Regions from separate parts of the Mus musculus genome. Here all the other regions are linked to region 1. Evidence: chromatin contacts called from public Hi-C, HiChIP or PLAC-seq, Micro-C and promoter capture Hi-C data. All regions are on one chromosome and are shown on one strand. Each heading gives the region's core, a stretch centred on a gene start, on an enhancer-like site or on the middle of the called end of the contact. The rest is flanking DNA. Distances are from core to core; before and after follow the strand shown. Region 1 holds the start of Ngdn (neuroguidin, EIF4E binding protein). Region 2 holds the start of Nfatc4 (nuclear factor of activated T cells, cytoplasmic, calcineurin dependent 4). Region 3 holds the start of Ripk3 (receptor-interacting serine-threonine kinase 3). Region 4 holds the start of Dad1 (defender against cell death 1). Region 5 holds the start of Mdp1 (magnesium-dependent phosphatase 1). Region 6 holds the start of Pck2 (phosphoenolpyruvate carboxykinase 2 (mitochondrial)).

The links. Promoter capture Hi-C pulls out the DNA fragments that hold promoters and counts their contacts. Hi-C and Micro-C count contacts between places; a contact is called where the count stands out from the background. HiChIP or PLAC-seq counts read pairs in DNA pulled down with a chosen protein or histone mark. Capture Hi-C pulls out chosen DNA fragments and counts their contacts.
Region 2: a promoter capture Hi-C map of embryonic stem cells shows a contact between it and region 1, with 2.5 times the contacts expected there. The contact joins the promoter of Nfatc4 here to the promoter of Ngdn in region 1. A contact is called at or near these places in 3 of 39 promoter capture datasets (cranial neural crest, embryonic stem cells and liver).
Region 3: a Hi-C map of B cells shows a contact between it and region 1, with 8 read pairs. The contact joins the promoter of Ripk3 here to the promoter of Ngdn in region 1. A contact is called at or near these places in 3 of 39 promoter capture datasets (liver and pre-B cells) and 1 of 484 Hi-C or Micro-C datasets (B cells).
Region 4: a contact with region 1 is called in a promoter capture Hi-C map of adipose tissue, with 2.1 times the contacts expected there. The contact joins the promoter of Dad1 here to the promoter of Ngdn in region 1. A contact is called at or near these places in 1 of 39 promoter capture datasets (pre-B cells), 1 of 115 datasets of contacts at active chromatin or transcription factors (fibro-adipogenic progenitors) and 2 of 9 other capture datasets (adipose tissue and liver).
Region 5: an H3K27ac HiChIP or PLAC-seq map of cardiomyocytes shows a contact between it and region 1, with 5 times the contacts expected there. The contact joins the promoter of Mdp1 here to the promoter of Ngdn in region 1. A contact is called at or near these places in 5 of 39 promoter capture datasets (embryonic stem cells, hippocampal neurons, liver and 2 more) and 2 of 115 datasets of contacts at active chromatin or transcription factors (cardiomyocytes and forebrain).
Region 6: a contact with region 1 is called in a Micro-C map of embryonic stem cells, with 2.2 times the contacts expected there. The contact joins the promoter of Pck2 here to the promoter of Ngdn in region 1. A contact is called at or near these places in 13 of 39 promoter capture datasets (the 3T3-L1 cell line, 3T3-L1-derived adipocytes, the HPC-7 cell line and 7 more), 5 of 484 Hi-C or Micro-C datasets (the G1E-ER4 cell line, cerebellum, embryonic stem cells and 1 more), 9 of 115 datasets of contacts at active chromatin or transcription factors (the NIH/3T3 cell line, astrocytes, bone marrow-derived macrophages and 3 more) and 3 of 9 other capture datasets (adipose tissue, embryonic stem cells and macrophages).

The regions. Positions count from the first base shown.
Region 1 is chr14:55,013,597-55,018,521 of GRCm38.p6, forward strand. It overlaps Ngdn (neuroguidin, EIF4E binding protein), which reads left to right and starts at 1,858. Exons shown (of 11, transcript NM_026890.2): 1 at 1,858-1,992; 2 at 2,573-2,632; 3 at 3,470-3,541. The coding sequence starts at 1,981.
Region 2 is chr14:55,822,270-55,827,194 of GRCm38.p6, forward strand. Nfatc4 (nuclear factor of activated T cells, cytoplasmic, calcineurin dependent 4) reads left to right here and starts at 2,526. Exons shown (of 10, transcript NM_023699.3): 1 at 2,526-2,867; 2 at 3,889-4,925. The coding sequence starts at 2,768. It overlaps Gm41159 (a long non-coding RNA gene), which reads right to left and starts at 1,320. Exons shown (of 3, transcript XR_874646.3): 1 at 929-1,320; 2 at 585-655.
Region 3 is chr14:55,786,561-55,791,485 of GRCm38.p6, forward strand. It overlaps Ripk3 (receptor-interacting serine-threonine kinase 3), which reads right to left and starts at 2,297. Exons shown (of 10, transcript NM_019955.2): 1 at 2,057-2,297; 2 at 1,678-1,821; 3 at 1,264-1,573; 4 at 722-879; 5 at 554-600; 6 at 197-364; 7 at 23-90. The coding sequence starts at 2,076. It overlaps Gm32092 (a long non-coding RNA gene), which reads left to right. Exons shown (of 5, transcript XR_874644.2): 2 at 90-456; 3 at 4,270-4,531.
Region 4 is chr14:54,250,900-54,255,824 of GRCm38.p6, forward strand. Dad1 (defender against cell death 1) reads right to left here and starts at 3,030. Exons shown (of 3, transcript NM_001113358.1): 1 at 2,733-3,030. The coding sequence starts at 2,943. It also overlaps a transcript of Abhd4 not described here.
Region 5 is chr14:55,657,673-55,662,597 of GRCm38.p6, forward strand. It overlaps Mdp1 (magnesium-dependent phosphatase 1), which reads right to left and starts at 2,779. Exons shown (of 6, transcript NM_023397.5): 1 at 2,666-2,779; 2 at 2,496-2,556; 3 at 2,316-2,426; 4 at 1,698-1,805; 5 at 1,528-1,613; 6 at 217-1,402. The coding sequence starts at 2,702. The coding sequence ends at 1,311. Nedd8 (neural precursor cell expressed, developmentally down-regulated gene 8) reads right to left here. Exons shown (of 4, transcript NM_008683.4): 4 at 4,591-4,925. The coding sequence ends at 4,857.
Region 6 is chr14:55,538,123-55,543,047 of GRCm38.p6, forward strand. Pck2 (phosphoenolpyruvate carboxykinase 2 (mitochondrial)) reads left to right here and starts at 2,144. Exons shown (of 10, transcript NM_028994.3): 1 at 2,144-2,391; 2 at 4,284-4,529. The coding sequence starts at 2,363.

The DNA.
Region 1 (4,925 bases), core at 608-3,107:
GTTATTGGTATTTTAATGATAAAAAAAAAATAAGGCAGTACCAGCAGTTAAGAGCACTGACTGCTCTTCCAGATGCCCTGAGTTCAATTCCCAGCAACCACGTGGTGGCTCACAACCATCTGTAATGGGACCTGATGCCCTCTTCTGGTGTGTCTGAAGGCAGTGACAGCGTACTCAATACATAAAATAAATAAATCTTTTCTTTAAAAGGAAGTATTATTTATTTTCTCAGATATTGTAATCGTTTGTCTATAACACATATGACAAACTTCAAGTTCCAAAAAATAGTGTTAAAACAGAAGTTTCACAAGAAAATCCTAATAAATACATGAAAAGTGCTGACAAGATGGCTCCAGGTCAAGGCGCTTGCCCACTAGGCTGACCAACTGAGTTCTATTTCCAGGACTCACATAGTGGAAGGAGATCCAACTCCCATTTGATCTTCACAAGCGTGCCGCACACATATAATAAATAAACTTTTTTTTTTAAAAGACAGAAAAATACCAAAACTCTTGTAGGTTCTTACAGTGCTCTGCGCCTCCCAATGAACCTTAAACAGCAAATAAATATCACAGGCAAACCCTCTGTCCCATTTTATGTAGTTCCCAAATAGGTAGAAACTAGAATGTTTCACCCAGAATTCAAGATAGAAAAAGGATTACTCTTTTTTGCTTAAAAAAAAAAAACAAAAAACAAAAAACAAAAAAACAATCACTTTTATGTATGCCTATGTCTGTATATAGGGAAGTCAGAAGGAACTAAAATTCCCCTGGGGCTGGAGTTAAAGGTAGTTGTGAGCTGTCTTGTCTGGGTGCTGGGAATGGAACGTTGGTCATCTGCAAGAATAATATGTGCTCTTGGCCACTGACTGAGCCATCGCTCCAGCCCCGTTTTCATTTTGTTTATTGAGATGGGATCTCACAATGTAGACCAGACTGGCTTGAAACTCATGGAGCTCTGCTTGTCTCTTGACTAAAGAGATCTGGGATTAAAGGCCAAAGCTACACTTTGGATTTCCCGGCTCAGGTCTGCTCTTCTGTTGCGCGAGGAAACTCCGAGCCAGGAGGACCTTTCTAGCGCTGTATTGTGTAATGCAGACGGAGAGTGGGAGTTATAACTCCCACCTAATCCTCCAGCCCGTGAGAGGCGAGGGAGTGGGCGTGTTGGAAGATACTGAGAAAAGATGACGGGGACAAAGGAAATATGCACAGCCAGGGTTTTAACCACGTTCTGCGGTGGACGAGTGGAGCAGTGAGAAAGGCACGCAGGTTGAGCCGGTTCCTCGCCTGTCGATTTTTCCCTCGAGAGGAATGCAGGGCGCAATGCGGCCTTTGCGCAGAGTCCTAGGCGTGCACGGGGAGGGTTGGCCGGTGATGCGGCCGACGGTTTCTGAACCTTGGGTTCCCGCTCCTCCATCCCAACCATCCAAATTACGGATGAAAAGGGCTCCACTGTTGTTCAAGGACAGTCACAGAACCAGGAAAGGCGCACTTGGAAGTCCTGGGGCCAATGGCGGCCCAGCAACCCTGCCGCATCAGAGAACGGACGGAAGCCGCCACCCTGCGGTCTGTTTTGGCACTACACGGAAAACGCCGTGGAAAGACTGTCTCTGCGGCATCTGGGAGCCAATGAGCTCTCGGGCTGCATAACTAATTTCTTTTTTCTACTGGTTGCACTAGCTGTCAATCAATAATCTGCACAATATTTATTGGAATTAGCATCCATCATTCTCTGTAAATCACGAATCACATGCTTCTGTCCCCGCCCACCTTTACGCCTTAAGAACGCCTCTGCGTTTGACACATTCAGGGAGTTTCTTTATTTCATTGGCTAGGTGAGGTCCCGCCTCTCCGATTAGCGGAAATGAAAGATCTCTTACTTCCATTGGCTGAAATTTGCAAACTGTGATTGTCTATCAAAACTATGAACTCACGCTAGCTCCTAGGAAGTTCGGGCCCGGAAAGGGTGGGCTTTGCGAAGATGGCGGCTCCGGTGAGTTCTGTCTCCTTGCTTCTTCCCGGAAAGGAAGGAATCTGTGAAAGTTTCCTTTCGCCTCCACGGATCGAGGCAAACCGTTGGCACCATGGATGATGAGAGTGATGAGAGTTGTCTCAGGGATGCGCTCACTCTGACACAGCGGTATCGTATGTCAGATGAGAGGGAGGGTCAGACGCTGCAGGTTGGCTGGTTCCGGACAGGAGGCTAACCCCAAATTACTCTTCAGAATGAGCTTTGTAGGGAGAGTCTCGTGACCATGGCGGGCGGTGACCCGGCCTTAAGGTGGGACAATGTTCCGAGCAGAGCTAGCGTCACATGTACAATGTGGCTGGGGCAAAGGCAGCCGTAAAGTTTGGCGATGAAATCTCCGGTCTTTTCCAGTAAATTGGGGGGGGTGTGGTGGGAGGAGACTGGCTGTGTGCCGAGGCTGCCTGCCCCTGTGCGGGGGGAAAACGACCCAAAAGTCGCGACTGTTTTGAAGGAAAGGAGGGAGTTTGATAGGCAGTACGTTCTGCAATCATCATCGCCTAAAGTAAGAAATTGATCACCTTTAACTGTCCCCTCCTATCTGTAGGAGGTGCTGGAGTCAGACGTGTCAAGTTCGATAACACTTTTGAAAAACCTCCAGGAGCAGGTGAGTATGTATGTCTTTTAGAATAAATCAGTCAGGGATTAACTTTGACTTCATAAGTCTCATCCACACACTTTGATGATTCGAATACTACAAAATTATCTTAGGTGTAAAATAAAAGCCTTATATGCGCTTCATGAAAGTTCAAAATAATTCATTCAGCTCCCAAAGAAATACAGAAAGCTGTTTTTCCCCCATTCACTTACTTATTTATTTATTTTATTTAGTCACTTTACATTCCGATTGCAGCCACCCCCCAGAAAACTTTTTTTAAGTTATACCCAAACTCCTTTATTTAAATAATAACTAAGAAAACAGATGTTGACAATCTGTCAAAATAGTGGCTATAAGTGCCACTTAATATGCATTTACATAGTAAGTTCTAGTGGTACAGATAAAATTACACTCCTTGGCCTGTTTATGGTGCACACCTTTAAACCCAGCACTTAGGAGGCAGAGGCAGGTGGATCTCTGTGAGTTCAAGGTCAGCTTGGAGTGTATAGTGAGTTCCAGAACAACCTGGGCTTCATAGACAAACCCTATCTCAAAAAACAAAAACAACCCCACAAACAACAAAAGTCACAGCCCTCATCGCCACTGTCGGGCTCCTCACCCCCTTCACTTGGTTTCTTAATGACCCCCTCCCTCATCTTTAGACAGCACCATGACGATGTTTTCTCTGCCTCTTGGAGAACTGTTGGAAACGCTCAGTTCAGTGGTGTTCAGCAACAGCGTTTCAGATCATTTTTTAGGCGGCATTATCTAGTATTTATCCTTCACTGTTCATAGACATTACTTGTGGTCGGGTGAGCTATTCGGGTTTAACTTGGCTAATTTCAGGTGATGGCTGTCACTGCACAAATCCAAGCACTGACGACAAAAGTTCGAGCTGGAACGTATTCTACAGAGAAGGTAAGGGCTCCTGCACAGGCTGGAGGGCCAGCTCCGTGGTTACGTCACCCGTCCAGGTGACGTAACCACTTGGATCCCAGCACTCGTGTCTACATGACCCACAATTCTAGCTCGGGCATCCCATACACATGTGCCGTGTGAATGTACATACACATAAATAACTGTAAATCTTAAGGGGGGGGTACTTGAAGAGGGAGGACCTCCTCATATGATGTGCTTGCTGGTTTGGTTTGGTTTTTACTGTAGGTTTGTTATGTGGTGTATGTCCTAAGAGTTAGAGCTTCATCTAAAAGGGGTAATGTGTGGGTTCTGTACAGGAGTCTGGCAAGAATTGCAGACCAGAAGACTAGATAGGAGTAGTGGCAGTCATTTTACAGAAGTCAGGAGGAGTGATATGCCAGCCAAGCAGAGTCAAAAAAAAGGTACCTCAGAGAAAGCAGTGGGGTTTGAGAGTAGCTATGTGCCTGAGATACTCACCATTGAATGCTGTGGGGGAGTAGGTGGTTTTGTGGATGTTGTGGTGTGTGTGTGTGTGTGTGTGTGTGTGTGTGTGTGTGTGTGTGTGGTGTGGTGTGTGGGTAAGACGTAAGAATGGAGTCGTCACTTTGAGCAGCCATGTAGGACAGCCGAGGAGTTGCTCTTTTGTTTCTTACAGTCTTAGATGATGTCAGTTTGGACCGTGGTGACGACTTTATATACAGAAGTCCCCAGCTTCGTTTCCTGTCACTTCAGTTACCTGAGATTAACATCAGTCTGAAAATACTGAATGTAAAGTTTCAGTTACACCTCCTAAGTTTAAAATAATTTATTTTAGAATATAATTGAGGTATTTGATATTGCTAGTTGTTGTCAATCTCTTACACTTGGTTGTAAATGAAGGTTTATTATTTGCATAAATGATTGGGAAGAACAGTGTATATAGGATTCAGTGCTCTGCCATTGCAAACATTCATTGGCACTTTTGGAATGCATCACTTGCGGATAAAAATGCCACTAATCTGTGATGAGAACCCATTGACTGAAAGATGCATCCGAATTTGAGACACCACACTGTGAAGATGATGTATCTGAAAATGAGATGTGGGAGCTTCCGCTCTTCCTTGGACCTTTTTTCCCTCCTCGTTCTGGTTTGCTTGTTTGTTTGTTTAGACATGAGCCTGCTATGAAACATGGATTAGCTTTGAACTTGTGACCTTACTTCTCCACCTTTCAAGTGCTGGATTTTAGATTCTCTGATGTGCAGTGAAATAGGCTAGCTTTCAAATTAAAATTTAAAGAAAAAAATCAAAAATTTATAGAACTTCTTTGGGGATTATTAGTGTCAGTAGATGCCAACCCTTGCCTGCTTTACTGGCGTGAACTGGAAAGCTCTGCTGGGCCTTTG
Region 2 (4,925 bases), core at 1,276-3,775, 810 kb after region 1:
GGATAAAGAGGAGTTCCAAGACAATCTGGACTACTTGAGACCGTCTCTAGAGCAGTAGTTCTCAGCCCTCCTAATGCTGCGATCCTTTAATTCTTCATGTTATGCTGACCCTCAGTCATAAAATTATTTTCGTTGCTACTTCCTAACTGTAAGTTTGCCACTGTTATGAATCATAATATAAGTATCTGGTATTTCTGATGGTTTCGGGGATCCGCAGGTTGAGAACAGCTGCTTTAGAGCAACCAAACTGAACGAACAGAACAAAGCAAAAAGCAAAGTCTAATTACAAGTGAACTCTGTTCAGGTGGGTACGCTAGGGGGCAGAGGAGGTATAAAACCCACAAGGTGGCAGGAGAAACCGCCAAGAGGAAGGAAGGGCAACTGTGCTTTGTGGTCGCCAGGGGGCAGTAGTGTAGGACAACCTAAACTTAACTACCAGTCCTCGACCTCAAGGCCAATGTGGACAAATCAGAGGTCATATGTTCTGTCCCTCTGTCTAAGCTTCGGCAGACTGGAGAGTTTGCAATAGAAGATGCCCTACTCCAAAATAGTTTGTCTTTCTGAGAAATCATTGACATTAATACCTCACTCGCGCCAAACTGTTCTCTCTTCTGCCTCCTTTCTTTTGCAACACCACGGTGGGGAAATTGAGTCACTGGGAGGAGAAGGGAAAGAAAGTCGAAGTCAGCCAGCCCTGGTCTTCCAGACGAGGGAAGGGGGAGGGTTCTCCAGGAAAACAAAGCGGGGTGGGTGGGGAGGTGGTTTGCTGGGCAGAGGCTGAGCCAGACATATGGAGAAACACTGCCCAGGATCAAAGGAAATATGACATTTGAAAAGAATGTGCGCGTCTGCTTGTGCCGCTGAGCGGGGGGTATGAGGGAGCAGGGCCCCGGCCGAGTTTCCGGGTCTGTTCTCCTTGGATTCCCACCTCTGCCCACCCTTCTCTTAGGTGCAGGGTGGTAGATGTTCTCGAGGTGTTCCTCGCGCCCCCTAACCGTGAGTTCCTCCAGTTCGGAGGTGAAGCAAGACGGGAATGTAACCTGAGAAGAACCCAAGGGGAGAGAGGGGGGCGGGGAGGGGGGAATCAAACCAGGCCCTCTCCCGGCTCGGCCTCGGAACATTCTTCTCTCCCGCCCGCCAAGCTTCTCCTCCCTGCCCCTCCCGCCTCGCGGCCCTGGGCTTGCAGCCGGGGCAGCGCCGCACGTCACTGGGGTCCCCGGGGGCTGGGGGGGTCCCCAGGACTGGCTCGAGGGAGGACTGAGGGGAGGGAGGGGCGCCGCCTCCGCCGCCAAGGAGCTGAGGCCCGCCAGGCCAGCCCCCCTTCCCTCTGCCCCGCAGAGCCTGTTTCTCATTAGAGTAATGGGCGCGGTCCCCGCCCGGCTCCCGAGTGTTTGTAAACGTCTGACCAGAGGGCCGGCGCTTAACCCTTTAGGTGCTGGACTGGGGTTTGCTGTTGGGGGACGCGGGTCGGAGCCTGAGAGATTTAGAGACTGGAGATTTGCCAGGTTTATTAGGGAAGTTTGGAGCATGTGGTAAGCATGCAAGGAGAATGGTGACTGCTCCCCTGTCTTGCAGCGCCTCCAGTCCGAATCAAGAATCTCCCGTTCTATTCTTTCTCTTCCAAATGGGACCTCTTTATGCTCGCCCTTCCTAGAAACTCCTGACCGGGTCTTCCTTCCCTGCCCAGGTGACAGGTGTCCAGCCGGTGGGCCTAAGTTTTTAGCTTCTGGCCTTTTCTAAACCCGGCCAGGAATTTAGGATGGCCGGGAGCAGAACGTCTTGGGATCAGCGAGCCCAGAGATCTGCAGCTTTTGGGACGAAGGAGCCGACTATCTCCTCCAAGGCTAATTAATGGCCTATCTAGGTGGCTGGGACAAGGGTATCAGCAAAGCCTGGCCTGGATCTACGCCCAGCGGGCTATGGGCCTTCAAAGGCTTCCTGGGGTTCGAAAGTTCTGAGAGGCTTCTGGGACAGCTAGAAGTTCTTCATCTTAAGGGAATGGTGGGGGGTGGCTTGTGGAGGTGGTGGCTAAGAACTGCAAAGGCTCCTTGGAGGTCCAGGTAGAGTGGTCTCAGCGAGGGTGGAGGAATGGCCTCCTCTACAGAGCAGCTCAGAGCCTCTCTCAATCCCAGATCTCTCTTCAACTCAAGATTTGGATGGAAAGGACAGTGAGGTGCCCTTTCTTGGGAGATTTTGGCTATCCTGCTCTTCAGAATGTACCGTGGGCCTGCTACAATGGGGGACGGGTGACAAAAATATGGCCTCTTTAAGGCGAGGGGACCCGGACCTCCCCACCCCCTACGCTGGGACTAAATAGGCTGAGGTTTGGGCTTTCGGTGGGAAATGATTGTCACAACTGTGGGCCAATAGGTACCATTAGGGTTCTATAACGTTTGAAGGGACCATTTTCCAATTCAGTTTTTTCTCCCTCTTTGGAGGGGGTGGGACTGGAGAGATGACCGGGGGCGGGGGGGGGGGGAACTAGGGGCGCGTGGTTTTCCCATCTCATCCATGGAGGAGGGGCCGGTGCATCCCGGGTAACCAATCAGAGACAGGCTGGGGGGGGGCCGCTTTGAAGAAGTTTGGGAGAAAAAAGTTTGGAAAAGTTTCTATAATAACGAGGGGGCGTCCGGAGGGAGGCGGCAGCGACAGAAGAGGGGGCGTCTCAGAGAAAGGGAGGGAGGGAGCTACCCTCGCGTGAAGCTACAGCAGCGTCCAGAGCTTCCCCCTCCCACCCAGGCGGGACCTGGGGGCTCCGGCCGGATCCATGGGGGCCGCAAGCTGCGAGGATGAGGAGCTGGAATTTAAGCTGGTGTTCGGAGAGGAAAAGGAGCCCCCCCCGCTGGGCCCTGGGGGTCCTGGGGAAGGTTAGTGCGGGGCTGGGTAGGGGTCTTTTGGCCAGTGACCGAAGGGCCAGGAAATCTCCAGTTTGGGAGCCTGGGGTGTGTGAGAGGGTGAGGTGGGTCAGAGGATGAAGGGAGCTGAGGGACTACCAAGGCTGTGGAAGTGAGGCTGGGGGCCACGGCATCATTTTTTTTTCCTTTTTAGGTCCTAACTGGGGTGGGAGTGGGGGTGTTGTTGGCTATGCGCCGCCTGCCGGCTAGGCCGACTGTCTCTGGGATGGGGTGCGGAAGGGAACCTTGGCCCCCAAGAGCCGGAGGTGCCGGCTTGGGAAGGGGAGGTTTGGCCCTGGAGTTAAAGGCTTTAGGACCTAGGCCTGGTTCTGCAGACGCGACGCCTGGGGCTGGGGGCTCCCTCGGGCAGCGCAGGGACACCCCTCCCCCTCCCCCTGTCTGGCCGCAATGAGAGGCAGATGGCGGGGAACGAGTCGGGGGCGGCGGCCGCCGCTTGCACGGAATCCGCGCTGCCCGCTACCCCCTCTCCCCCCCCCCCCCGTTGGCTGGGCCCCGCACGCATCACCCTTCGACTGCACCCCCGCCCCCTTTGGGGGGGGCGAGGGAGGAGTCACCTCCCCTCGTCACCACAGACATGCCCCCATCCCTCCCACCCCCAGGCCACAGTTGCGATGGTAACTGGGGTTTCTGCCAGCACCATTTGGGGGTTTGGGAACCGTCGCTAATTGGGTTCATGTGTGAGTCGCCCCCAGCCCAGCCCAGAGCCTGGGCAAGCACACCTCCAGGCCTGGCTCTAGAATTCCCCAAACCACCCCAGCCCACCTGCCCAGGACCAGAGTGTTAGAGTATGAGGTCCTGGCATGCCTGTATCTCTTTTCTGTCTTGTGATGTTCAACTTTGCTTTTGTCCGGAGACTAGGGGAACCTCTCCTAGCTAAGCATATCAGGCTTCAGGGGCTGACCATCCGAGAAACGTAGACATTTCACCAGCTTCTCTCTCTCTCTCTCCCTCTACTTCCCTTCCATTTTGACAGAGCTGGACTCAGAGGATACCCCTCCATGCTGTCGTTTGGCCCTGGGGGAACCCCTTCCTTATGGTGCTGCCCCTATTGGGATTCCCCGACCCCCACCCCCTCGGCCAGGGATGCACTCACCACCGCCCCGTCCCGCCCCTTCACCTGGCACCTGGGAGAGCCAGCCAGCTAGGTCGGTGAGGCTGGGGGGCCCAGGAGGTAATGCAGGGGGTGCTGGGGGTGGTCGTGTTCTTGAGTGTCCCAGCATCCGGATTACCTCCATCTCTCCCACGCCTGACCCGCCGACCTCGCTAGAGGACACATCTGAAACTTGGGGGGACGGCTCTCCTAGAGATTACCCTCCACCAGAAGGCTTTGGGGGCTATCGAGAGGCTGGAGGTCAGGGCGGAGGCGCTTTCTTCAGCCCGAGCCCTGGCAGCAGCAGCCTGTCTTCGTGGAGCTTCTTCTCGGACGCCTCCGACGAGGCAGCCCTGTATGCAGCGTGCGACGAGGTGGAGTCTGAACTTAATGAAGCAGCCTCCCGTTTTGGCTTGAGCTCTCCGCTGCCCTCGCCCCGGGCTTCTCCTAGGCCATGGACCCCGGAGGATCCCTGGAGCCTATACGGTCCAAGCTCGGGAGGCCGAGCGCCAGAGGATAGCTGGCTACTCCTCAGCGCTCCTGGGCCCGTCCCAGCCTCCCCTCGGCCTGCTTCTCCCTGCGGCAAGCGGCGCTATTCCAGTTCCGGAACCCCATCTTCGGCCTCCCCAGCTTTGTCCCGCCGAGGCAGCCTTGGGGAAGAAGGTCCAGAGCCACCTCCACCACCCCCGTTGCCTCTGGTCCGGGACCCTAGTTCCCCTGGCCCTTTTGACTATGTGGGTGCTCCACCAACCGAGAGCATCCCTCAGAAAACTCGGAGGACTTCTAGCGAGCAAGCAGTGGCCCTGCCTCGGTCTGAAGAGCCTCCCTCGTGCAATGGGAAGCTACCCTCCGGTACAGAGGACTCTGTGGCTGCTCCGGGGGCTCTGCGGAAAGAGGTGGCCGGCATGGATTACCTAGCA
Region 3 (4,925 bases), core at 1,047-3,546, 770 kb after region 1:
GAAGGCAGTGCTAGAAACTCACCTCGGAGACAGCAGCATCTACCTTGTCCTTTACCAGATTGTAAACTTCATTGGTTTTTGGTTCGCAGTCTGAAAGACAACAGCGAGTTGTATATGAGTCGGATTTCTTTCCTTGGAGGAGCTCCCTGCTGAAGACCCAAGCCTACCCTAGTTGCCAGAGATACGGCCAACTCACCCTGGAAGGATGGCCTGTTTTCGGACTGGGAACCCCAGCAATGAATCATTAACTCCTTCAGTTTTTCCAAGCCGGGAGTCTCAGGGCTACCTGGAGGCAGCTCTGTCAGTGGAGGACGACTCTGCCTGTCACACACTGTTTCCCGGATTAGTGAAGTCTTGTCTACCACTGGAGTTGGGGGATAACATAAGGAATTCATGAAATGAGGGGACAGCCCATTCTATCGCGGACAGGAGCAGGGAGAGTCATCCAAGTGAGAGGTGAGGTGGGAAGAGGGCAGTGTGTTAGTGGGTCAGGGTAAAAGGGAGGGCTCCAGGGGGGTTTAGGTGCTTTCGGGTACTCCATTTGGAGTCTTACACTCAGCTTCTCTGCCAGCCAGCACTGCCCACACGAGGATCCCAAAGCTGTACAGACACAAATGGAGGCTTAGATGGCCTCTGGCGAGACTTCTTTCCTGTATCATTCCCTTTAGAAGGGCCCAAATTGGTATAGAGATTTGGAGTGTGTTTGGGGTGGATGGTTTACCTGTAGACATCACTCGCTTTAGAAGCCTTCAGGTTGACATCAAATAACAGCTCTGGGTCCAAGTACGCTAGGGTGCCCCCAGAGTCCCTGGATCCTGATCCTGATCCTGACCCTGACTGGGACCCTCCCTGAAACGTGGACAGGCCAAAATCTGCTAGCTGTAAAGGAAAGGAAAGGGAAGGTATTAGATGAAGGGGGGGGTCAGAGATTTTTCCCTCTCTTGCTCCCCAGAAGATGCAGCAGCCTCAGCTTTTTGGAAGGTGTTATGGAGGACCAGAGGGAAGGTAAAGTCATTGAGAACTTAGCAGGAGATCTGAGTTGCTGATGGGCAGGCCTGAGATAAGTCAGCCTGGGTCCGTGAGGGTGCATTAGGCCTGTGGAACTGAGCCAGGGGGTTAAGAAGGGCGTCTGGTAAGGAGGGTCACCTGGTATGACTAGAAATAAAACTCCTAGTTGGGTCTTGTCATGTGTGTAGTCTTGTATTCAGAGGGACAGGTACTCAACATGGTCCCAAGTCTACACTAGGTTGTAGATGGACTAACCTTGGCGTGGAGCTCTGGATCCAGCAGAATGTTAGAGGGCTTGAGGTCCCGGTGCAGGAGCGGAGGGTTCAAGCTGTGTAGGTAGCACATCCCCAGCACCACTTCCTGCAGCAGGCGACAGAGGAGTGGCCAGGGCCGAGGGCACTCGGGTTGCAGCAGCCCTGCGAGGGAGCCATTCTCCATGAATCTTGTCACCAGAGCCTGCCCGGACACGAAGTCCCACTGGAGGTCCTCAGTGACCCCCAGCAGGAGCAGAACGTTCTCATTACGAAGATTAACCATAGCCTTCACCTCCCAGGATATCTTCTTCCTACACGCCGAAAGGGGGCCAAAATTGGATTGCGCTCTGGAAGACCCCACCCTTGCCCCACTCAGGCTCGTGACCACACTCTGACTACAGCTGGGGTCACTCACGAGTTCACGATCTTGACTGCTACATCATGGTTCCATGTTCTGTGGTGTGCCCGGAACACGACTCCGAACCCTCCTTTACCCACAAACTCCAGCTTCTTCAGTTCTTCACGGCTCACCAGAGGAACCGCTGACGCACCAGTAGGCCTGAGAAAGGTTCTTGTCCGGTAGGGGGCCCATCCCCCAGCCTAGCGCATCCTCTGTCTCCCAAGCTCCGGGATTCCGTGACTGCGCGTGGGCAGCGTAGGCAGCGAGTCTAGCCTCCCCACTGCTGCCCGCCTCACCCCCAGCTTTGTCCCCTGCCTCAGAAAAGGCGTCCTTTGAGTGTGTCCCCGGGCCACCTGTGTGGGTGTGCCGGAGACACAGCTCACTCCCCACTCACCATAACTTGACAGAAGACATCGTCGGGAGCTAGCGGCTTCCTGGAGTTATGTGTGCACAGACGGAGCTGGAAACCCGACGTCTACGGCTCGGAGTGTGGACTGAGAGGAAGGCAGGGTCTGCAAAGGGAACAATCAGTAGGTCAAGGCACGGAGGTTCAGGCCCCGAATTCCGCTTCCCAGGTCGCTCCCCCGGACTTTGAATGAGCGACTTCACAACTTCCCTTTCAAATAAGAGGCTCCTTCTATCTCCGCCCCCTGGGGTGGAGCATTGAAAACTTTGGGGCTATTTCCTGTGCACGTGCCTTGAAACTGCTTCCACCCGAGAAGCGCCCAGGCACTGGGCGTGCCACAAAAGGTGTCCTCACCATCCAGGAACGATTGACTCCCCACGATAGCCAGTCTCTCTTGGACCCCTTAGCTCCACCGCTTGCCAACCACATTTTGATGAAGGGAGGATGGAGATCAGGAGGATTTTATGGTCCTAAGATCACGGAGTAACGCTTCTAGTAAGGGTTGTCTTGGGCCAGGTACACATACTGGCTTCTTAGATCAACCGTGTTTTCTTTTCTATAGAGGAGGAAACCCAAGTACTTAAAGTTTAAATCGCTTGGCCAAGTAAGTATGGGACTAGTTTAGAACCGAGTTCTGCTCCACCAAGGTAGCCCTTATTTTATTTATTTATTTATTTATTTATTTACTTACTTACTTACTTACTTACTTACTTACTTACTTTTGAGACAGGGTCTCTTTTTGGAGCCCTGGTTGATCTGGGACTCGAGTATACAGACCAGGTTGACTCAAACTCACAGAGAGCCATCTGCATCTGCCTCCTGACTAAATGCTGGGATTAAAGGTGTACGCCACCATGCTTGGCTTTCTTATTTATCTTAAAATTTATTTATGTGTGTGCATGACCATGCATGTGGTGAAGGGGTGCATGTCATGGTGTGTGTGTGTGTGTGTGTGTGTGTGTGTGTGTGTAGGTGTTCGACCTTGTTTGAGATAGGGTCAGTTTGTTCTCTGCTGTGTGCATAATGCTATGTGTTAGCCTGTTAATGTCCCAGTATTCTCCTGTCTCTCATCTTGCTGTAGGAACACTGGCATGGTATACATGGGCTACTGTCCCCAATGTCACTTTAGTTGTGGGAATATGAGTTCAGGTCCTCATGCTTGCATGACAAGAATTTTGCCTACTAAGCGGCACACACACACACACACACACACACACACACACACTCCAGCTCAAGTTAGCTTATTCTTCTTGACAATGCCTCTGGGCTATATAAATCTACCTGTGGTGCAGGTAAGGTATGAGGCACGCAGTATGCACTAAAGGACCTCTTGGAATCCCTGCTCAGCAAGAGCAGCTACTAAGTAGGGGTTGTGGAGCTGGAAGGCCCAGGGTCTATGCCAGGGTGTTGTAATGAGGATAGGTGTGCTGGCCCTGCAATCGAGCCACTGCTGCTGTGATGGCCTCTGTAGCAGCTCTAAGGGCTTCCCACCCTTCCCCTTGTGTGATACCTTTGGCAAGTAAATACTCTGATTCATGCTTCAGGCAAGCATGGCATATATTCTCCATGAAAGCTTTTCAAGATCCTAGAGTGTCAGACTGTTGGGTAACAGGACTGGTGGTGCACACCTTTAATCCCAGCCCTCAGGAAGCAGAGGCAGGCAGACCTCTAGGACCAGCCTGGTCTACATAAGGAGTTTGAGGCCAGGTTAGCTACATAGCAAAACCTTGTCTCTAAATAAATAAGTAAAAATGAGTTTAAGGTAGGGGCTGGAGAGATGGCTCATCAGTGAAGATGAGCGGTTGGTCTTTCAGAGGACCCTGGCTTGATTCCCAGTATACACTGGAGAGATGGCTCATCAGCGGTTGGTCTTCCAGAGGACCCTGGCTTGATTCCCAGTACACACATGGTGGCAAACAATTGTATGTAACTCCAATGCCAGGGGATCTGACACGTTCTTGTGTCCTCTGTGGGCACTAGGCATGCGTGTGGTCACAGACTACATGCAGATTAAAAAAAAATCAAATTAAATTTGAAGTAGCCAACAGATCCCTATATTTTATCACTCAGTGGCATAGTTGTGGCTGGAGGTAGAAATAACTGGATAGTCAGCCCTAGCATTCAGTCCTTAGTAGGAAGATCCAACCTCAAGCTAACACTCTGGAGCAATTTCATAGTTACTCCCCATTCCTTCTTCCCAGGCCCAGTAAAACACCATTCCCACCTCATTCCTACTCCCCAACCTTCACTGACGAACACTTCAGATGCCTTATAAAAGAGACACACCATTAATTCCAATACTCTGGAGGCAGAGTTAGACCAGCCTGGTCTACGGACAGGGCTACATAGAGAAACCCTGTCTCAAAAAGAAAAAAAAAGGAGGAGGAGGAGGAGGAGGAAGAACCATATGCTATCTTATTTGACTGGTTTACTTCATTTGGATTCAGACACAACATCTTCGAGGTAAATTATGTTATGGGATGTTTCTGAATTTTATTAAGGTTAAATAATATCCATAAATGCTGAAAATATTCTAGCACAGTGCATACCACACCTCTATGCCCATTCATCCATCCTGGGCATTGGTTGGTTTTCTCCTTTCAAACATTGTAAATGACAGTGCTGTGAACATTATTGTACAGAAGTTATTTGAGTCCCAGCTTCTAGTTCTTTTCGGAGGTAGAAGTGCTCACAGCAGATGCTGTTTGGAAAAAGAGAGTCACCCCTCTCATCAGCGAGGGTTTGGAAGGATGCTCAGTTATTTGGGTTGAGTGTGCTGGAAAACATGCTCTCCTTGCTGCACTTCAGAGTTCCTGAAATCTTTCTTTCTTTTTTTTTTTTCCCCCGAGACAGGGTT
Region 4 (4,925 bases), core at 1,780-4,279, 760 kb before region 1:
TGCCTGTGCTGTCACTGTTAATTCTCAGATGATCTCCTACAGAAACAGGCCAAAGCTCCAGCATTAGTGCCACTTGGTCTTTCAAAATCCTCCCCCAGAATTTCCTATAACCTCCCTCACCAAAGCTGCCCCTTCCAGTCTCTTCCCAAAGACCACAGAAAAGTCAAAAACACCAGGCCTGAGGTCTCCTGTCTCAACAATGTGAGCGAAGGCCAAACAAGTTACCAGGCAATGATCTGGCCTAGTAAAAGAAGTTGGGCTTAGTAAAATGAATACTGTCAAAAGAAACATGGCAGCCAGGCTGCTGATACAACTTTAACCCCAGCACTCAGAACATGGAGGTACACTGATCTCTGTGTTCAAGGTCAACCCAATCTACAGTTCCAGCAAGGCAGGGATACACATTAAAACCCTGTCTCAAAAAAAAAAAAAAAAGAAATTAAAAGGAAAAAAAAAAAAAAAAAAGAAAGGATGGATAGGTGGGTGGATGATGAATGGATCTGAGAATTTAGCTCAGTGACAAAATACCCTGAGTTCACTGAAGGGAAGAGAATGCAAATGATAACTTTCTTCAGCAACAATGAATTATCAGAAACTTTTTCTTTTCCTTAAACCCAATTTTATTTCTCTCACCCTATTCCCTGTTACCTAAAAGATTTGTAAATATCACTACTAACACCAATCTTACTACTAATAATGACTTCAGTACTAATAATGTCCTAATAATGTCCTCACTAATAATGTCCTCACTAATAATGCCCTCACTCCTAATAATGACCTCACTACTAACAGTGTTCCTTTGCTAAGCAGTCTAGTCAATAACAAGCCATATATATACCTCCCACTGAAACCTGATCATTTCAGCCTCAACAGGCACAAAAACAGGACTTAGGAGCTGGAGAGGTGTTTCAGTTGGTAAAGTGCCTGCCTCAAAGCATAAGGACCTGGTTTGCTGGCACATCTTTAACTGTGGAGTTGCAGAGAGTTGGAGAGAGGCAGACAAGACACCATACAACAGGAAGACACTCCCTCCCCAGAGTTCTCTATCCACCAGCCAGTTCAGTCTAGCCAATGAATACTTCTGCTCTTTAACCTCCATATACACACACATGCACACTGACACATAATGACACTTTACAATACATTATATGCACACAAAGATGCTCACAAAAATACTTTTAAAAGAACATTAAAAAAAAAAAAAAGCAAAAGCTGGGGCTGGGGCTGGAGAGATGGCTCAGTGGTTAAGAGCACTGACTGCTCTTCCAGAGGTCCTGAGTTCAATTCCCAGCAACCACATGGTGGCTCACAACCATCTGTAATAAGATCTTCTGCACTCCTCTGCTATGTCTGAAGACAGCTACAATGTACTCACATAAGTAAATAAATCTTTAAAAGAAAAAAAAAAAAGCAAAAGTCATCTACCAAAAAAAAAAAAAAAAGAAAGACAGATGGGATGAAAGAGAGAGTGTGAGCGCACTAACCTAACTTTCCAGCAAATCACTTTTTTTCTATGTAGTTCTGGTAAGTCAGGACTTAACTCAGAGGCTTGTGAAGATGGGTGGCTTCAACAGGAGAGACCTTACTTAAATCAGCTGTTAGCCCCACTCTGTTCCTACACTTCCATAACCAGAGGCTAAATAAGTAAGAGGTTCTCAGCCTCTTACTGTTCTCTGTCGGGAACAGTACTGGGCACAGTAGAGAGGTTTGTCAGACCTGGCTAATGGTGCTAACATATCCTGATGGTTAGGGTGTAGCCTCCAGAAACTGGACCAAAAACCAAAGACACTATGATGACCACTGAATAAGCTGACTTTGCAGCTCTAGCTCTGACTGGGGCACAAGTCGGCTGGGGCCTATTTAAGTTCTGAAAAGTAAAATTGTTCCCAGTGGGCCTGACCTAGCAATGTGAATGTGTACATGTGACGTGAGGTTTATGTTAAGACACTAAATCAAGTCTCCAGACAAGTCCAATGCTATATTTTGTCTCTGCCCAAACCAGCTGTAATTCACTGAGGAAAACAATTGCTAATAAACCCCCAAAACACTGCTGACTGACCATGATACATTTGGTAGTAACATTCCTAAGCCAAACCTGTTCCCAGTATTCTCTCAGTTCCATGGGGCAAGAAAAGTCAGACTTCAGATGAAATCCATGGCGGCAATCCTCATTAAACCTGGAAGTCTGTAAGGTTATTAAATGTGTAGAAGAAAGAAGAGCTAATACACAATTGTGTGAATAAAAATTGAGTTGAGGGTAAAGAGAAAAAGCACATAAATTATGCACAGAAATAAGTAGGGGCAACTAAAAAGCCAGCATCAATTGGGTTGCCTCCTCACAAGCAGTCACTAATATTTATATTCCTATACTATCACCAAAGTCTTCTCCTAGATGAAGTAGGGATTAGGCCAAAGTGATAGAAATGTCTCAGCTTGGCATTTTAATTTAAAGCTCTACCAACTTTAAATTTGTGTTAAAGTTTCATCAAGGTAGGATATTTTTCCTTAGAGAAGTATTAATTGCGACGAACACCAGAAGACTATTTCTTTACATATTCAGTTTCAACTCCTGTTAGGCATTAGAAACGTGACATTTCTGAGCCTGCTTCCTGGATCCCAAGAAGTAAGCGTGACTTCACAGACGACGGCCTTCTACAAACTACCAAAGGGTACCGTGAGGACGAAGCTGCGCGCCAAAGTGGGACATTATGACCAGGATACAGAATCATTACCCGCTAGGATGAAGCTGCCCACACAAGAGATGAAGCCAGAGAGGAAAGAGTTGAAGGGGAAGGTGCCCACGAGGAGACAGTAGCCGAACTGCAGCGCCCCGGTCAGCAGTATATAAAGGAGATAGGCGTCCAGCAACTTCAGCCGCTGCGGAGTGGAGCTCAAGTACTCCTCCAGGAACCGGGAGATGACGGACACCACAGACGCCGACATGACGAACACGGGGACTTCGGATACCGGACGACCACAGACGATGTGGCTCGCGCGTGCGCGTTAGCGGGCCCTAGCCACGCCCACACCGGCGGGCCAATTGGCTCCGGCGTAAAGGCCAGCCTTGGTGCGTCACAATTAATGCGCAGACACAGGCTGCATACCCAGACTGAGAACTACAAACGGAAATAAATTAATGCTCCTGCGCAGGGCCTATCTCCCCCTCTGGAGACGTGTACTATAGCCTTATTTCCGCCCTGCGTTTGTTGACGCCCTCTGTTGCTCTGGCGACGAGATTTGTGACCGGAACAAGGGGAGAGGTTTAACAGCGGACAGAGACGCTTCCCAGAGAGTTCCGGCTCTCTTTGATCCCCCTCAGTGGTCTAGCTTGGGAATCTGCTTAGAGACCAAGCTGGCGGTCCAGGGACTTAACCTGCCTGGCCCTAATTCTCTTAAAAGCTCTATCTTCAGATGCCTATGACCGATCATTAGAGCAGGTCAAGTTCCTCCGCAGTGAGAACTATGCTTATACGGGCCAAGCGCCGGTTTACACTGGCGGGAGAGGGTTGACCTCTACAGGATCCTGAACTGGAAGGCTGAATCTGGGCCCCACGAAGAACCTAAGCCAGCAGGTATTCATTCATTCAACAAACGCTCGTTGAGTACCAAGGAGGTCCAATAGCTGTAGTTATATTGTAGGAATTTTTAGGTTAATCAGTCACTGTCTAAAAAGAGAGATAGTCACTTGTGCGTAGAGTGAAGGGTCAGGATCAGCAGCAAACTGACATTGTACAACAGGTATTGTTATAATATTCCTTGAATGGCTCCAAAGAGCATATTTGTTTCAACCTGATCCTCTGAATCATTTTATAGAAAAAGAATTGAAAGTTTGAGGTTTTAACAAGTACAATTAACTGCTTTTTAGCGTTTTAGCTGAAGAAAACTTAAGTTCTGCCTTCTGGTTTGCACTGCCATTACAAGTTCACAATAACCCGACCTTCTAAACCTAGTATCTCATCTTTCAGTTAAAAAGTCTACCCGCATAGAATCCGGTACTTCATTTCAGCGTTTAAGACACTTCCAACTGCCCTGCCTAACTAGTTGAGCAGCATTTCTAAACCCGCAACTGAACTACTGTCGCTTGTTATCTGTATTTAGCCCGGAAACACTTAGCGCCACAATCCAATAAGACGTAAATAGCCCTGCCCAGGTTCCAGTGAATCACTCGTGTCTTTGGAAAGCCTTAGTCTGTTAAAAGAGGTAAATCCATATTCACAAGAGAGAAGTTTGCACTCCTAGAAATGTAGCCTCTGTGCTCTTGTGTTACTGTAGAGTGGGTGGGATGTGGAAGGATAACCAGACGGGTTCCTACTCCACATAATATGAAATGCATCTGCAATTGAACCCTTCTCCCTGTCTCAGCACAAGTAGAACAGATTCCTCTGGTCGTCAACTTAAGGCCAAATGGGCTAACTGGCTGTTTCTAATTATCCAGTAATGAATTCTTCCAGAAGTTCCTGTGCCATCATCCCAGCACCTTCCAGAAGTGTCTTAGCCTTTGATCTTTGTCATTAACATCTTCATAGGAGTTCCCTAGGAAGACAGAATCAATGCAAGACATCACTTATTGAGACAAGCATACTCATTCTAAGACAAAGCCATTCTGAACTCCAGATTTTCTCAGCTACCTGAATTAACAATACGGAAAAGTTTTGTTTTGTGTTCAGTATATGAACATAACTAAACTCTCAATAGGGATTCATACGGTCATTGGTTTTGAGTAGTGTGAGTCAGAACATTACTATGTGTAAAAAGCTCATGTGCAGAGGGATAGTAGATAAAAGTTCAAGTTCCAGAGTCAGACAAAGAGGGTGTTAAACTTTGATTCTACATACTACTAATTACTTAACTTGAGACTGATCACTTAACATTTAATTCTTGCTTTCCTTCTTTGTGTTCTTTTTGACAAGGTTTCTTTATGTAGC
Region 5 (4,925 bases), core at 1,529-4,028, 640 kb after region 1:
ATTGGGTATATGTGTCGTGAAGGCTCCTCCCAGGGTTACCTCAGTGTCACACCGGGAAAACGGTAAGCCTTTTTGAACATGGTATCCAGAGCCTACATCTATGCTGCCTTGGTTTTTTGGGATCATCTGTATTGCTGAGTTGCACATTATACTGCCAATGAGTTTTTCTAGACACACCCATATCAGCAGATACAGCTTAAAGAAAATTGTCTTTCCTTTTCACTTTGGATCTCTTTTATTCAAATGAAGTAAGCAACAACATTTTAGAAACGACTGGATACAGCCACCTGGAAAGCAGTCCCCTCAAGCCCATGCATGCCACAGGAGTTAACAATTGTCTCACCACCATCCATTCACACCCCCTGACTCAGTCCAGCTCAAGGCTGACTGGGACAAGGCGGTTGGATAAGGTTGGCCTCTGGCAACAGGGTGCCAGGCTGGGTCAAGGTTTTCAGGCCAGCCTGTCTCCTGGGCCTCTTCTTGCCTGGCTCTTGTTGTTCCCATTCCCTTCTGGCCAGCACCTCCCAGGAGGCCCAATGTCTCCCAGGGTCACACCTCCTAAAGAGTCTGCCGAGTCCAGAGTCCATTCATTGCTCTCTCTCTCCCGCCTCTATCCCTCGGCTTGCCTGCCTTCCTCTAGACTATCACCATTCTGAGAAGGGCCTTGGCCAATCCCTCCAGGATATAGATAGCCATGACATCATCAATCAGGATATAGCGCAATTAAAACCTTGGAGGGACAAAGCCTCGTGCTATGGTTGGCTCATTCCTGAGCTACTCCCTACTACCAGAAAAGGCCGGCCGGCCCCAACCTTATTTCCAAACAGTATTAACTTTTAGTCCCTACAAAGAAATGCACAGCGTTATGGCACCCCACTATTTGAAACCGTTGGAGGAGGTCTCAGGGTGGGTTCCAACACAAGGAAACAACAACCTGGTGCACTCTAATCAGGACACAACTTCAGTTTACATGTTAGAAAAATGGAAACAGACTGGAGAGATGGCTCAGTGGTTAAGAGCACTGCCTGCTCTTCCAGAGGTCCTGAGGTCAATTCCCAGCAACCACATGGTAACTCACAGCCATCTGTAATGGGATCTGATACGATACCCTCTTCTGGTGTGTCTGAAGACAATGACAGTATCATATACATAAATAAATCTTTGTGAAAAAGAAAAGAAAAATGGAAACAACCCATACGGTGGCAGAACCCTGACTGTCACACGTGGACACTTTAATACAAGAGCCCCTGACAAGGCTTTCTTGATTTTAGTTTTACACTGCAGATGAGGCTTATCCACAGGATTGGACCTCAGAGTCCAGCTTGGGCCTTTGCAAATGTCTCTAATCCTTGAGTTAACGTTTGAAGACTCATCCCATCCCGGATGTGAATGCAGGTAACGCCTGGAACAAAGAGCAGTCACATTTTACCACACTTTCAAGGCTCTGCCGTATACTACCCACCCTACACTTACTTTATCTTCTTTTAAGAACTCCCCCCCCCTCACCCCCCAGCAGTGACTCAGTACCAAGTCTGCCAACGTCTATGATATTCCGATTCTCATCATCAAAGAAGACCATCTGAGAGAAAGGAACTCCGGTCTTGTGGTGCAACCTGTGAAGAACAAGGCAGGGGTAACCACTTGTCAAGCTGACTTCTTTTGTAGTCCACTTGCTCCCACACCAGCTGTCTGCCTACCTCTCAAAGTGTGTGACTTTGCTGCCTGGGTAGATTTCCCGCTGAATAAAGTATTTGCCAAGGTCAAAGAGCTCCAGGAGTTGGTTGGCCCCTTGTATCTCACTTGTCCTTAAAAAAAAAAAAAAAAAAAAAAAGGCATTAAATACATGCATTAGGGGAGTGCCAGAGATGCAGGCAAAGTTAGGTATAAGGGGATAAAGGGACAACTTTGCCCTGTTATTCAGTTCCAGAGATTCCGACATAGCTAGCGCTGAACTAATCTTTAGTAATTTAGAAGTACAGAAAGCTAATGATAGAAAAGCAACGAAGGCCGGGCAGTGGATAGCGCATGTCTTTAACCCTAGTAGTTGGGAGGCAGAGGCATGTGGATCTCTGTGAGTTGGAGGCAAGCCTGGTCTACAGATCAAGTTCCAGGACAGCCTGGGCTACACAGAGAAACCTTGTCTCGAAAACAACAGCAACAAAAACAAACGAACAAACAGAAAAGAAAAAAAAAGAAAGAAAGAAAAGCAACGAAAATATTTTTACATTTGCACTTCCTAGTTTTCGGTACTCAGGGAGTTAAGTGCAATTTCTTTATGCATCTACTTGAGTCTGCAGCACAGTTACTTATCTCACCGAGAAGCAGCGGCGACAGGCACGCCAAGGCTCTGCAGTCTTCCCAAGACCTCGGGCACCTCCGGGTACAATTGGATGTTCTGGCCCCGCCTGTCTCGTACAGTTCCATCGCTGGAGAATATGACAGAACGCTCAGTTCCCGCAATGTCTTTTCTGGTCCCATACCTCTTATAGTCTCACCTGCTCTTGTGGAATGGGGGGTCTACGTGTGTATCTACCCAGAAAGGCCAGAGCGTGTAATCTGCAAGAGGAAGGAGGAAGAAGGTTCAAGCTGGAGGAGTGCAGACACTTAGCTACCGCGGGGAGCGGAAAAGGGAAGCGCCTTATAAAATCCCCCTGCCGTTCCTTACCCAGATCAAAAACCGCAAGCTTTGGCAGCCGCGTCATGATCCACCCGCAAATCCAAACTTGGCGCTGAGTGTGTCCCAATTCTATGGCGGCCAAGTAGGCGGCGGGCGAGCCACAGAGAACCGGCAAAGCCCGGGTGACTAGAGCGTCGCTCGGCCTCCTCCGACAGCGCAAGAGCGCCTTCGGAGGCTCTGCGGGGAGAATAGCTGCAACCGGCGACCACACCTCCCTCCAAGGCGCGGGCCACAAAGTATTCCTTACACCACCCAACTCACTTCTCACTAGAGAAGCCACAGCTTTCTTTGTGCACTTCTGTCTTGAAATTGAGACCTCATCTCATGAGTTTATTACTCTGCACTCATCTTGTCTTCATGTCAGAATCTTGACAGTATAAAAAACTAGTCTTCAGCAACAGTATAAGCAGAAAGAATGTAGTGTCTGCACCCCAAAGTGATTTAACCACAGCTACACAGGAGGCCTAGGCAGGGGGTTGAGATCAGCATGGGCAATGAATGAAAATCTAGTCTTATAAAGGGGTGGGTCCGTAAGGTTTTTGAGACTTTCTTCAAGCCACTGTGAAGGGCTAGGAGGGCTGCCCTGGGAAAGGATTTCTTTTGGTTTCTACCGTCCTCAGCAACAGTATTTTAACAGATGTGAGTTTGTACAAATGGATTTGTAGTGCTTGCCAATTTCTGAAACTATTCTTGCTGCAGACGCCCGCGCCCCCTCTCCCCGCCCCCCTTCTTCCTTTCTCAAGGTAGGATCTCACTATGAAGGCAAGGGTAACCTTTAATTCACTAGGTATGCAACTTAGGCTGCTCTGGAATTCTTGATTCTCATGCTTTAGCCTCCCAAGTGCTGGAATTACATTCGTGAACCACCACAGCTAGCTACCATGTCCGATTTCAAATTACCAAGGGAGTCATTTAACATGGAGTCAGGAAGTGTGACAACACTTGGCACTTGTGAGCTTAGAACTGACCGAAGCCCACATTGGAGTAGGCTTTCCTAGTCTAGTGATCCTTCTACGGGACGAGGACCAAACACTACCTGAGCTTGCTTCACAGGTGGAGTGCAAAAGCGGGCTAAACTGGTATTTAGAACTTTGAAGAAATAATTCCCCTGGGCTCAGTGTGCAGGGGACACAACCCATCCAGAATCATTTGGGATAATGGAATAAAATGTTTTTCAGTTGAAAAGCCAAGCCAGGTGGGTCATGCCTGTAATCCCACCTACTAGGTAGGCAAAGGAGAGAGGATTAAAAATTCAAGGGTGTGGTGGCCTTCTCCTTTAATTCCAATGCTCAGGAGGCAGAGGCAGACAGATCTCTGAGTTTAAGGCCAGCGTGGTATACATACTAAGTTCCAGGACAGCTAGAGCTATATAGACTCTGTCTCAAAAACAAAACAAACAAACAAAAACAAAACAAAAACAACAAAACAAGAGTTCAGGGCCAGCCTGGGATACCTATCAAACACCTGTTTTAAAATAAAGAATATTCCAAGCTGGACGTGGTGGCGCACGCCTTTAATCCCAGCACTCGGGAGGCAGAGGCAGGTGGGTTTCTGAGTTCGAGGCCAGCCTGGTCTACCGAGTGAGTTCCAGGACAGCCGAGGCTACACAGAGAAACCCTGTCTCGAAAAACCAAATTAAAAAAAAAAAAAAAAGAAAGAATATTCCAGGCTGATGGCACATGCCTTTAATCCCAGCAGACAAATCCATGTGAATTTGAGGCCAGTCTGTCTATATAGTCTGTCTACATAGTTCTAGGCCAGCTGGCACTACAAAGTCAGACACCTTCCACCCTATCCCACCCACACCTTCTCAAAACTAACCTAAGAGCAGCACCTTTCCTTCCACCGTTCTACTTCTACTGGTTATAGCCACTTGGATTTCAGTTATTTGTGTCAAGAAGAAAGAGTCCAGATGGCCAGGAAATATTTTATTGATAACCAAGGATACAGCCATAAGACAGGGAAGCACACATGACTGCAAACTAAAACCCAATAGCCAGCAGGGGCCATCTGGGCCAGGAACACTGCACCCTGGGGTCCTCACATTCTCCCACCAGTAGACACACAAGATTGGGCATCCAAGAGAGGGGGCAGTGGCTCTGGTGTCCCAGAGAGTGAGAGGATATGTGATGCCACATTATGATTGGCAGGGCAAGGAGGTAAACGGAACCAAGTTTCTTCACTGCCCAAGACCACCTCCTCCTCTAAGAGCCAACACCAGGTGGAGGACGGAACCACCTAGAATCTT
Region 6 (4,925 bases), core at 894-3,393, 520 kb after region 1:
TGCTGTGGGGTCTTCACTGTTGTGAGGAAAGGTGGGGTGACTGGGAGGATGGACCCAAAGGGACATCATCTCTGCCCTTTCTGTTTGTGATGGGTATGGACCAGGAGAGGTACAACATCTCATTCAAGTTTGTCATCAATGCCCCCTGTTCCACAGTCTGCTTAGCAATCCCTGGCCCAAGGTCATCCATCAAGGGATTTATGACTACTGTCCTCTAGAAGACCTTGGATCACACACAGATGCGCGTGTGCGCACGCGCGCGCGCGCACACACACACACACACACACACACACACACACACACACACACCGAAAAGCTGTGCTGTGATGGCCATGGGCTACCCAAAACATCCCTTCATTCCTGGTACAGCCAAAGCTGTGGGCAAAGGTCATGCCTGAGCTGAACAGTAAGTTCACTAACATGACCTTCTCTGTCCCTACTTCCACTGTGCGTCCTGGATCTGACATGCTGCCCAGAGAAAACTGCCATCTGGGAGATGCCAAGAGGTGTGGTGACACATACCTTTAAAACTAGCACTTGGGAAGCAGATTCTGCATTCAATGCCAGTTTTGTCTACATAGTGAGTTCCAGGACAGCCAGACTACATAGGGAGACTGTGATTCAAAAGTAAATACAGACATGCAGATATAAGAAGGTGATGAGGCACCGGGTGTGGTGGCACATGCCTTTAATCCCAGCACTAGGGAGGCAGAGACAGGCGGATTTCTGAGTTTGAGGCCAGCCTGGTCTACAAAGTGAGTTCTAGGACAGCCAGGGCTACACAGAGAAACCCTGTCTCAGAAAAAGAAGGAGGAGGAGGAGGAGGAGGAGGAGGAGGAGGAGGAGGAGATGATGATGAGGCAGGCATTGAAGCATCCTGGGCTGATATAGGGACCAGTTGCCTCTTGAGACTTTAACAGCAACATCCATTCTACCTTTGATAGTGGTACTAGCATTGCTCTCAATAACCACTTTATCAAGCTCATATCCAGGTATGACAGATAATTTGGCTACAGCAACAGAGCAGTGGACCATTTAGGTCCACACAGTCCTCTAAGGTCCACATGGCCTCCAAAGAATAAGAAACTCTGGACCACCTACCCCAGCAAGAGTAGGAGAGGAAGAGAGCCCTTGGCTGTTTAGGGAGACCCTGCCATAACTCAGGCTCCACAGCACTGAGCATCTCTGCTCACAGTTTCCATCCTAACCCCCAAAAGAAGAAGGGGTTTTTAAAGAAGCCCTCAGACAGTCTTAATAAAGACCACTGGGGTGGTTAGGGGACATCTATTGATCTTTGTCTCACTGCTCTGCCTCTGCCTCAGGCAGGTTGGTGCTTTGCATTATCAAGCTGACACCCAACAGAACCCAACTTAGACTCTACAGACTCAGCAATCCAGCAAAAAAAGGAGCTCATGTCCAAAGGTTAGAAAAGGTCTCAGACAGGGATCCCATGCCCCCGTCTCTGAACATCCTGATTGCTGTGGCCAGGGTGTGGGCCACACAAACTGGCCCTAAGAGAAGCAAGGTCAGACCCACATGATCTGATGGTTCTCCAAAGAAAGTCACAGTGCTGCAACCAGAAAGAGGATTCTGAGCATCATGGATGCGTTGAGTTTGGGTTGGTACAGCATTTGAATACCCAATGGTCTCAAGTTGGAATGAAATGTTGAGAAATTACACAAGGACTCTCTTTGGGATTAGGTGGGGGAGGGCATTAGAGGACCAAGGATATGTCTGTAAGCCTGAAACACCCCACCAATTCCATGGTGCTAGAGGAAACTCCCTTGATAAGAAGCTGGGCACGGACAATAGTTTGGTTTTGTTATTATTTGAGGACTAAGGAGAGCTTAGTTAGCATCTGGGACCCTGGAAAAGAAAAGCCTGAGGCTAGGAGTGCTCTGGAAAAGCAAACCTAGACCTTGAGGGTTTAGGCATCTTGTTATCCTGGGCTCCCCAGCCCTGGTCTCATCCCTCACTCTTAACTTGTTTTGCATTCGACATCTCTTGGTTGCTTTCTCTAAGGAGCAACAGCCTTCAAAGTTACATCAGTATCTTACAGCGTGGCTGGCCGAGTGGGCGGATCCCAAATTGAACTCCGGCCTCCAATGGCTTGAGGATGTGATGACTGTGGGGCGGAGGCTTCACCCAGCCCGGGGCCTTGAGCCCGGGCTAGTGAGCCGGCCTACAGAAGGGCGAGAGAACCAGCTAGGTTCCGCCCCGGGGACTGCCCGCCTCCTTTTTAAGCGCCTCCCGCCCAACCTCAACTCCCTCTGGCTTTGCTATGCTCCTTCCTTCCCCGCCTTCCTTGTCTCCCCGACTGCGCTCGTTCCTGTGGCCATCCCGCAGCGCCAGTCCAGGTGCCATGGCTGCTATGTACCTCCCCGGCCTGCGGTGAGTGACCCATAGCCCGGGGCCCACTCCGCGCTCCACCTTCCGGGCTTCCTCCGCTTGTTTCCCATCCTAGGAAGAGACTGGCAGGGTGGCTATTAATCAGTGTGGGTCTCACGGTGGTGCATCCCCCCCCCCCTCCGCATTCCCATCCCCAGCCATGCCAGGTTTCCTAGCCAGCCTCTGTGCTCTTCTGTCCCTCCCTGCGGCTTGTGTGCTGTTCTAGCTGCCACTCGCAACCTCCTCCCCCTTCTCCTTTGCCTTCCTGAGCCCTATCTCTGCAAATGCTCTACTTAGCAGATGTAATTCTTTCAGACCAAGGGCTCCTAGTCCAGCTTTCAGTGTGTGAGTAACCATTAAGGCCTTGAGGCCATAGGGTTTGAGGCCCCGGGGACCCGAGCTCAAAGCTCCCTAAAGACGGTAGAAGGTAAACATCACTTGCAGCCTCCCTGAGAACAGAACGGAACCTGGCACGAAGCCCAGTGAAGCCTCTGGGGACTAGGGGGGGAGGGAGACAGGGAGGGAGAGAAGGAAGGAAGCAAGCAAGATGGGAGGAGGGCAGACTGCCTTTTTAACTTGGCCGGCTTCCCCCAGTAGGTCCTGGACCCCAGGCTTGTCCTGGCTGGCTCCCCCTGCCCCACCCCCCATACAACCGGGCCTCTTCTCCGTATACCCCTCTCTCCATGGTCTAGGATGTAAAAGAGTCTAAACTGACTCCTTATCTCTTCTTCGCAGTTTACTTGGTTAATCCATGTGAGAGTGGTCTATGAAGGATAGAGAGAAGGTCCCTCTCAGGGGCGTGCAGGAGAATTGGGGTGGGGCTGGGAGAAGCTGTGCTTCCCATAAGACAACTGGAGCCAATACCTGGGGATCAAAGCTTTCAGGATCATGCATTTAAAATTAATTTCTCAGGGAAACTGTCATGTGCAGAAAAACACACAAAGAGACCTACCTTGCTGTGCCCCCACCCCCTGGGGCCACACAAAGTATGCTGCCTTTTTTGTCTTCTGGAAAACACCCCACCCAGGCCCAAACTCCCACATCCAAGAGCTTTCTCTTCTCCCTTCCCAGGCAATGTAGCCTGTGTTCTCAGGTTCTGACCCTACCATCAACCCCTAAGGCTTCTAAGGAGAGCCAGGGAATGCACAGGCCCACACCATCGAGGCCTACTATGGGTTTCTGGCAGGTGAGGCCTGGCATGTGAGAAGGGTAACTACATCTCTTTACCTTCTTTTGTCCAGACCAATCACAGCAGACCCTACTATCTTCCAGGAGGGTAGCAGGACAAACAATACAGAGACTACCCTGCCCTTCTAGGAATCTAGGCATGGACCAATGGCATTATTCTTCTTGATCCAGTTTTCCCTATGTTAAAACATCCTTGGCTAGTCCACCCTTGTTGACCCAGGTGAACAGAGGCACTACCTGAAACCCCAGCATCCGTTGTCTTCATTCGAGAATCCTAACCTAAAGCCTGGCTGGCACTGGGAGAGGGCTTTACCATCTGGAGCTATGCCTTCTGTTGGAGGCATTTACACCGAAGGAGACAGATAATAGTAGCTGCCATTTGAACATCAAAACTGATTGAAAAGGCCATGGAAGAGCTTCTTTAAGATTGCTCATGAAGCTCTCATCTGGGCAATTTTCTTCACTCTTGGACCAGAGGCTTGACTGCCTCTCCTCCCCGATGGGAGACACAAACCTCATAAAAGCCACAGATACAGGTAGTCTGAACTCACTCCACATACCCACCACAACCCAGAACCTGGTCTTATGGTGCCTGCAACCAGACACACTTTGGTACTCCCCAGAGGTACGGCTTTCTGCCCCACTCACCAATGCTTGTCTCCCATGATAGCCACTGGATGGTTGACTCTCTGTTTTGACTCTGATAGGCTTAGCCGGCACGGGCTAAGGCCCTGGTGCTGGTCACCGTGCCGTAGCATCCAAACCCTGCATGTGCTCAGTGGAGATATGAGTCAGCTGCCGGCTGGAGTTCGAGACTTTGTGGCGCGCAGTGCGCATCTGTGCCAACCAGAGGGCATCCACATCTGTGATGGGACCGAGGCTGAGAACACTGCCATACTGGCCCTGCTGGAAGAACAGGGTCTTATCCGCAAACTCCCCAAGTATAAGAACTGGTAAGCCTTGAAACTAGCAACCCCCAAGATGAAGGTTACTGCTTAGACTGAGGTCCCTCTGGGTTCCCCAAGACAGATATTTCTAGACCACATCAGTGGAATGAGCCAGAATGGGAGCTTCAAGGGAAAGTGGAACGGGAAAGTGAACGTTTTTTACATTAAATGAAAAAGTTGATACGAATTTACAAATTGGAGCTCTTACTTTGGAGGGGGCCTACTTACTGCCTGTCTCCTCCTTCATGAAACATTTGCCAGGGGTAGAGGCTCCAAGGCTGTGCCTTGGGGAAAACCCCTCTTAATGAGACAAAGCCTAAAGGGACTAAACTGGAACTGGATAAGAAAAAATAATGCTGACAGACCTAGAGTCAAAGTTAAACTTAAAAAGTGGCCGCTGGG